Linked DNA regions of Triticum aestivum: region 2 is linked to region 1. The links are chromatin contacts, called in public Hi-C maps. All regions are on one chromosome and are shown on one strand. Each heading gives the region's core, a stretch centred on a gene start, on an enhancer-like site or on the middle of the called end of the contact. The rest is flanking DNA. Distances are from core to core; before and after follow the strand shown.

Region 1 (4,395 bases), core at 477-2,976:
CCCGCCCCCGTCCTCGCCCTGTGTTTTTCAAAGACCCCGGAGGAAAAGGTGCTCTCTTGTCAAGATTAGGACACCAAAAAGCTTTGTCTTTTTTAACTTGAACGCATCTCAGTTTCAAAGTTTGAAAATGTTGCAGCTAGCACAAACCTTTTCAGAGGTGGGCACATGAAGGGGGCTCCTCCTTGCTCATCAGCGGCACATGAGTGCCTCCTTTGCAGCCCTGGTTGCGCCTCTGGAAAAAAGAAAGGGGTTTGGCTTTCCATTAGCAACATCTAAAGTGTGCACAGGGAAAAAATCTCATGCAGATTAACTTTTTTTTGTTCCTAGCTTTTGGAGCAGAGCAGAGCATTTGCATGCATGATGAAGCGATGAGTGGTTAGTTGCCGGGTGTGATAAGCATGCTGCAGATGTGTCTAGGCTTGGCAATGAATACCGAATGAGTTGCCTCACGCAGACCTTGAGGCGATCTGATCTGATGTTTAATTAAAGAAAATGAACACTGCTAGTACTAGTACTATTCGTGGTGTAACATTCTACAGTACTATTGTTTTGGAGGTGAACTTTGGTTCGGAAGATTGTAAAAAAAGACAATGGAACTAGGCTAAAGTTGCGTTGACAAACTAATTTATAACAAGAATATATAGGGCCTCATCTCTTATCCCCAAGAAACAAGGAGGTAAAACCTATGACTTCCGAGACTGATTAAGTAAAGAAAGATTTTTCACAAAAAAAGAAGTAAAGAAAAATGCATGAATATTGAAAGGGCAGAGCTTCAGCTCTCACCTCTCTTGGCCTTGCGAGTGCTCGGGCCTCTGTACATCTGTTCAAAAGAAGGAACAAACGTGGAGCAGTCAGTCTTTGTATTACTTTGCAGGCTCCTCCGCACGGAAGAATATAGTTCACACAATATAATTGCAAGAGTGATGGGTGCAGGCGAGGCGAGTGAAGAAAATAACCTGCAGATGGCTCTTGACATGGGATATGGTAAGCTCCTTCACACCCATGACCTTGAGAACCAGCTTAGGAGTGGCATCTGAAATTAACAACGCCCCGCCCAGGTCACAATTAGTAAGGATTCTAAAGAGATTAAAAGGAGACAAACAACACATCAGGCAGCTACAAGGAACCTGGCTAGTGCAAAACTAGTAACAGAACAGACATGGCAAGAAACTAGATTCATCATTCATGTACAAACACAGCAGACATCCGGTGTAGAACGAGAAGAGAAAATGGATGCGGGGAGAAACAAAACAAACCGAAAGAATAAGAAGAAGTAAAGGAGCAACTAATCTTTGGAAAGGAATATGTTTGAGGAAGAAGAAGAAGAAGAGAGGAAGGAACTCACTGTGTTCTCCACCGAGGCACTCTATGGCCTGCAGGAAGCTGCGGTGGAGCTCGGCCGTCCATTGCATCCTGGGAGCCCGGGATCTGACGTACCGCCTCACGGCTTCCTGCTTCTTGGCGCTGCTCCCCATCTCCTCCTCCTTCTCCTTCTCCTGTCTCGCCTCCCTCTCGAAGCTGCCCTTGTTCTTCTACCTTGGAATGGCAAAAGACAAGAAGGCCGGAGTAGGTTTTTATACTGGTGGTGGTGGGAGCTTGGTTGCCCTTGGCGCCGCTCTACGGCTCTACCCCTTGGTTTCTTGCCTGTGCCGTGCTCCCCCGTGGCCGCTCCTTTGCATGGCTAGAGGCTATTAGAGCTTGCGTCTGTCTGTGTGGATACTGCAGGTGCAGGGGCTGTGTGATAATTACGGTTGCGTCTGTCTAGGATTAGCGGAGCACTGGTCGTAGCTATCATTACTATCATTAGCATGATTTATTGAGTCCAGACATTGTACTGCCACAATATACGTACCAGAGAGAGAGAGAGAGGGGGAGGGAGAGAGGCCTGCCATGCTTTGCAAAGTTTCTTTACGAGGGAAAAGACAACTGCTCCATTATAGAGTACGTACCACCTCCCAGCCCAATGTGGATCTACTCCTATATCGCCAGCCAACATCTCTCTGTCTCTCTCTCTACTCTCCGAACACCTCAAGAAAAATTCATTCTAACCGGAGCTCCCTGTGTGTCTCACACACACATGCTTTTGCGCTAAAACAACAACGCTCTTCTTTTTGCGCTAAAATAGCGACGCTCTTTCATGTGCAAAATCAGCCAAACCATCGTTATTTCGTGTGAACAGCAGGAGGACAGGACAGCAGCTTGAAGGAACAACAAGTTCACTGGAGTGGAGGAGTGTTGGTGCTGCTGCTTGCTGCAAGTGTGCATCCGAGTCGAGGCGAGGCGAGGCGAGGGAACACCAAATGGAAGGGGACAAACCGGATGCACCGGTCCAGTCCAGGCACCTCCCTCAGATCCCCATCCATCCATGCCATGCCATACCCCGTCCGTTTTACCACCTGAAAATAAAGAAGAACACAGGCAGAACCCTACGACACCTCCCTCCCACGGGCCACGCCGAGGCCTGTGACCACGCCTCGCCATAATGAATGAGACGCGCGGCCGAGGCCACGGCTCCGGCCAAAGCCTTTGACTCCGCCACCGGGAGACAGCGACGTGTGTTATGTGCGGCGCGCCGGTCCGGTCAGAGAGACAGCGGGTGGGCGCGACAGTGCCAGCGTATGTATGCACGTACGTAATGTACGACGTGCTGCGAGTGGGCGCTGGGAAGACGGATACCCACAGTGGCAGTATCTCTGGGCGCAGGATTCTCTTCCCTTGGCAAATCATGTCACGCATCGCTCAGGCTCAGGCCCAGCCTTTTGGTTGGTTCCCGCACCGATTTACTCGTTTCGCCCCGGCCTTTCTTCCCTTGTTTGGCCACGCATGCATAGGCTACACAGGTACGACGCCTACTATGAGTACTCTAGCTGGCTGGCTACCTAGCCAGCCCTGTACGGCCCGGACGACGGATGCACAATGCAACGGGTTGATGTGGGACTGGCAGGTTTAGTGCTCTGTGCGCAGCGCCATTAACGTATACTCTCTCACTCTAAAAATAAATGACTCAACTTTATACTAGTTTTAGTATAAAGTTAATATAAAGTTGAGTCATTTATTTTGTGACGGAGGAAGTACGTAGTGTAGCTGCGCATTTTGTGCAGATACATCTTGTGAGGTTCGGTGTTCTGAAGAAAGAGAGACAGAGAGAAAAACCTGTGCGGTTTGGAACGTTTCGATGTGCCCATGGTTTTGCCCGGTGTGTGGATAGCTACGCATGCAATGCAATGCACGTCTGGGTCGGTTTATTATGCCTGCGGGCAGTGATGATCTCACGTAACGTAACGTAGAGCAGTGCCTGTGCTGTGCTGTGCTGTGCTGTGCTCACCAGCTCCATGCAGCTACCTCGCTCGGGCGGCGCTGGTAAGCGAAAACCTAGCTAAGCTAGCTCGGAGTTGTATCTTCGGGAGTAACAGCTACTCGAGTCCAAGTCGCATGCTACTACGCGCAGCAGTAGATTAGATCAGGCTGCGCGCAGCCGGCCAAGATGTCATGCTCGCGTCAAATCAATCGAGGGTGCCAGTGGCTAGCAAAGACACCGTTGAAGAAAAGAATGGAGCGGGAATGAAATCTCCTATTTCCGCCAAGTAAAAACATGGCGCTGGCATGGCACGCAGACGGTGGCCAGGAATGAGCAGGAGCGGCAAGCAAACAAAACGAATTTATCTCCCGGCTTTGGACCCTTCGTCCCGCATCGCGGCATCAGGGGAGCAAGGAATTATTTCGCCGTGCAACGGTCCCGTTGCATGACAACAAAAGCAATTATTTCGACTGTCCTGTGTGAAGAATATATTCTTATTTTAATGTAGTCCAATTTTTTCGTTTAAATTTCCTGTTGGTAGTACTACCGTGCATCCGGTGGAATGTGCAAGTGGCCAAAGAACAGCGACACTTTCAAAAATTCCGCTTTCTGTGTGCTCGAAAGGAAGTCAAAAAGGAGCAAAGATCGACGGCAAGATTCACAGGCTCTGAGCAGCAAGATTTTGCTACCGCTGCAAAATTCCTCCTAGCGCATTGATCATCAAGGGGTGTGACTGACGGACAGACAGCCAGGCATGCCTAACTTTGAATAAGGCAGGCAGAGAGAACCTGCCGAGGAGCGCAGCTGTGTGAACTCAAAGAGGCAAGCAGCAGCAGCTGGGGCAACTGACCGAAGCATAGGAGGCTGCTCGGGAAATACCTAATGGTTCCTGGGGACATCTATCCCCCCGGAATCTCACCAGTCATCCGCACCGGCCTATTAGTATAGTTTGTCCTCTCGTTTTGTATTTCAACGTTCTCTGCAGCAGCAGTTCTTGTATTTGATTCCTTCAGACCTATCCCACATACTGTCCCACACTCATTTATCCAGCTACTTACTCCCCAACTGTCCCTGACGTTCATCACAGTGCAAAGCGC
Region 2 (4,395 bases), core at 1,276-3,775, 190 kb after region 1:
ACTTAGTGTGCTATCAAACGTCACAACGTAACTGGGTGATTATAAAGATGCTCTACAGGTGTCTCCGATGGTGTTTGTTGAGTTGGCATAGATCGAGATTAGGATTTGTCACTCCGATTGTCGGAGAGGTATCTCTGGGCCCTCTCGGTAATGCACATCACTATAAGCCTTGCAAGCAATGTGACTAATGAGTTAGTTACGGGATGATGCATTACGGAACGAGTAAAGAGACTTGTTGGTAACAAGATTGAACTAGGTATTGAGATACCGACGATCGAATCTCGGGCAAGTAACATACCGATGACAAAGGGAACAACGTATGTTGTTATGCCGTTTGACCGATAAAGATCTTCGTAGAATATGTGGGAGCCAATATGAGAATCCAGGTTCCGCTATAGGTTATTGACCGGAGATGAGTCTCGGTCATGTCTACATAGTTCTCGAACCCGTAGGGTCCGCACGCTTAACGTTCGATGACGATCGGTATTATGAGTTTGTGTGTTTTGATGTACCGAAGGTATTTCGGAGTCCCGGATGTGATCACGAATATGACGAGGAGTCTCGAAATGGTCAAGACATAAAGAATGATATATTGGACGATGTTATTCAGACACCGGATGAGTTCCGGGGGTCACCGGATAAATATCGGAGTGCCGGAAGGGTTATCGGAACCACTGGAGAAGTAACAGGCCTTATTGGGCCTAGGGGAGAGAGAGGGGCAGCCAAGGGCTGGCCGCGCGCCCCTCCCATGGGCCTAGTCCGCATTGGACTAGGGGGAGGGGCGGCACCCCCTCCTTCCTTCTCTTTCCCCACTCCTTCCTTCTTCTCCTAGTAGGACTAGGAAAAGGGGGGATCCAACTCCTACTTGGAGTAGGATTGCCCCCGTTGGGAGCGCCCTATGAGGGCCGGCCAGCCTCCCCCTTGCTCCTTTATATACGGGGGAGGGGGGCACCCCATAGACCCACAAGTTGACAGTTGTCTTAGCCGTGTGCGGTGCCCCCCTCCACAGATATCCACCTCGGTCATATCGTTGTAGTGCTTAGGCGAAGCCCTGCGTCGGTAACTTCATCATCACCGTCATCACACTGTCGTGCTGACGAAACTCTCCCTCGGCCTCAGCTGGATCAAGAGTACGAGGGACGTCACTGAGCTGAACGTGTGCAGATCGCGGAGGTGCCGTGCGTTCGGTACTTGATCGGTTGGATCGCGAAGACGTTCGATTACATCAACCGTGTTACTTAACGCTTCCGCTTTCGGTCTACGAGGGTACGTGGACACACTCTCCCGCTCGTTGCTATGCATCACATAGATAGATCTTGCGTGATCGTAGGTAAATTTTTTGAAATACTGTGTTCCCCAACACAATATGGATATAAAATATCAGGAGAAAATATAGCCAGACCCTGACAGAATTCACCAATATGAGGGACGATCTGGAGTTTAAGATGTCCTGTCAAGGTTAAAATTCTCCTCTGGCGAACTTTGTTAGGATCGCTACCATGTCGAGTTACTTTGGCTAGCAGACATATAATTGTCAGTGGACAATGTCCTACATACGGTATAGGAGCAGAGGATACCAAGAAACTGTTAGTCACTTGTGCAAAAGCTAAAGCGGTATGGCGGTTACTGTGTTTGGACTTTGCCATTGATAAAGCATGCACCGTGGATCATGTCGGAGAAGGTGTGCTAGAATATTTATGGCTAAAACCAGCTGAAGAATGTGTGGTCCTCGGTATGGAAAATTCAACGGAAGCAATTGCTACTATTTCCAGGTGTTTATGGTGGGAGAGTAGAAAGTAAGTGCATAATGAAAAGGTCCAAGAACCTAAGTTCATAGCAATGGCAATCAGAGCTCTGGTTGCTAACTATACTATGGCGAGTGATGCAAAGGCGACGATCAAGCGACCTGGCTGGGACATACCAAGGAGAAACTATGTGAAGCTAACCGTGGATGGGGCTTTTGACCGAGACTTACTCAAGTGCTCGTATGTCGTTGTCATCAGAAACTCGAATGACAGATTTGTCACAACAGGGAACGGGAAATCGATTGGTGCGGAGATGCGCTTATGGCTGAGGCACTGGCCTTACGGTTTGATATCAATTTGGCAACTACAGTCGTGTGTAACCGCATAGAGACGAATTCCCACAACATCAAGGTGATAGAGACAATGAAAATTTGAGGTCGCCCTTTCGGTGTATCAGCGACAGTGTTTGATGATATATATCACCTTGCATGTGATTCCCGCATATTATTTTTTAGCATGCTACTAGAGAGACTAATTGTGCTGCCATGATTTTGTCAAACTAGCTAGAAGTAAAGTGTGTGCGGGGTGAATGGAAGCTCCATCCATAGAGATTGTTGATACTATTGTAAAAGATAATATGATGATCATCTTGCAACAAAGAATACTTTAAAGAACTGCAATAAAGAATACTTTGATGTAAAAGAATGACACTTCTACCGCGCGCATTGTGGACCTTCATTGCACTTGGACCGACACAGCATTTCGTGCGGGATGGCCACAAAGAGAATCATGGGCCTCTTCGTGTAAGCGGGCCTAATCAGTTCCTATATGTGTGTGTGTGTTGGTGGGCCCCGGTTAATGTGCATTTCGTTAACTCGCGCCTGCAACGCACACTACCTCCGGTGAGCTGGGCCAGCCCAATTATTGTTTTTCTCATTTGATAAATCGCAAAAAACTGTGACCGGTTAATCAGTTCCTATATGTGTGTGTGTGTTGGTGGGCCCCGGTTAATGTGCATTTCGTTAACTCGCGCCTGCAACGCACACTACCTCCGGTGAGCTGGGCCAGCCCAATTATTGTTTTTCTCATTTGATAAATCGCAAAAAACTGTGAGCTAGGTGTGATTCGAACCAACGACGTGCTGGTTTCAAGTACGCCACGATAACCACCCAGCCACCTGCTTCCAACATGATGATTACCTTCTTTTGTGTTGGTTTAGTCACTGTTTTTTTCGAACGATTTTGCTCGGTTTTTTATTTTTACATTTTTTTCTTTCTTTATTTTTACACTTTTTGATAAATGATATATGCACGAACTTTTTTCAGTTTCGCAATTTTACCAATTTGTGAACCTTTTATGAATTCGATGAACCATTTTTTGAAATTCGATGAACTTTTTTGAAATTTGATAAACCTTTTTTTCAAATCAATGTTTTTTGAGATTTGATTTTTTTTTTCAAAATTGATGACCTTTATTCACATTATGAACTTTCTTTTCAAAATTGATAAGCTTTCTTCAAATTTGTGAACTAATTTTGAAAATCCATGAACTTTTAAAAAAAATTGAACCTTTTTTCAGATCACCGTGAACCTTTTATCCAAATTTATGAACGATTTTTCACTTTCGTGAACTTTTTTGTATTTCAAGATTTTTGTATTTTTGGATTTCTCGAATTTTTCATTTTTGCGAATTTTAACTATTTTTTTTGGTTTTTAAAACTCAACTGAGGTGAAACAACGCTCTTTTTTTAGCAACAAGTGAAAGAACGCTCGAGCGAGCGACCAGGGCATGGCGATCGAGCACTCGCAACATGGACCGGCCCACAAGCAGGTGGCTGTGAGCGCCAGCTGGCGCCTGCAGCGCTGCATAGGAGCTCCCGTGTTGGTGGGCCATCACGGCGGGGTCGGAACTTTTTTGCTGGCGAGAAGCATGGATGAGCTGGAAAGAGCATGCTTCACCTCAAAAATTAAACTAAAAAACCTCAAAAAATAAAAAGGAAAGAGCAAGCCAACCACTCAAAAAAGAAATTGCCGAGAGAGAGAGAGAGAGCAAGCCGAGAGACCATGTCAATGCAAGGAGCACGCTACTTGCTCTTTTGCTGCTGAACTCCAATAAATTGAGAATCCGTATCTCCCTCTCAGTTGTTGCTCGTAGCAAAATGCAACGGAAGTTTCTTCTAAAAAAAAGGAGCAAACCGCAACGAAACACGATTAGAAGACGCAGTAGGTGATCGGGTATGTGGTCTGAGCTAAACTTCATCGTGTCTAGATGTCCGGTGGCACCTATCTTTTGCTTCGTCCAACTAGGGCTACCAGACACACAAGTACGATCCATGGTTTACGTTTCAAGGGGCTGCTCATTTCACAGGATGACGCCAAACAAACAGATCGCGGAGACAAAAAGCACCACACCTGCACACGGCGCACGCACTCGATCGATTCTGCGCGCTGCATGCCGAAACTGTAGGAGGGAGCGAGAGATTCTTCTTCCCCCATCCCCGTGCAAAAACTGTGCCCGGGGCTCTGATCGCTTCATCATTGTGTTCCATCTTTTTTTTTTAGAAAAGGATCATTGTGTTCCATCTATTTTCCTCCCATTCCAACGCACTGCATGGTCCGTCGAGAGGCAGCAAATCCTGGTGCCGCCCTTC

The links. Hi-C and Micro-C count contacts between places; a contact is called where the count stands out from the background.
Region 2: a contact with region 1 is called in a Hi-C map of leaf, with 2.7 times the contacts expected there. The contact joins the enhancer-like site here to the promoter of LOC123054154 in region 1. A contact is called at or near these places in 2 of 5 Hi-C or Micro-C datasets (leaf and an unstated tissue).

Annotation. Positions count from the first base shown.
Region 1 is chr2D:515,215,687-515,220,081 of IWGSC CS RefSeq v2.1, forward strand. It overlaps LOC123054154 (myb family transcription factor MOF1), which reads right to left and starts at 1,727. Exons shown (of 6, transcript XM_044477853.1): 1 at 1,346-1,727; 2 at 957-1,033; 3 at 784-820; 4 at 148-232; 5 at 1-18. The coding sequence starts at 1,475.
Region 2 is chr2D:515,403,551-515,407,945 of IWGSC CS RefSeq v2.1, forward strand. No RefSeq gene overlaps it. Among protein-coding and RNA genes, the nearest start is that of LOC123054155, 150 kb to the right of the region's middle. Within about 2 kb of position 2,526, at least 5 of the 8 cell types and tissues checked have an H3K27ac peak or open chromatin away from gene starts, as enhancers often do.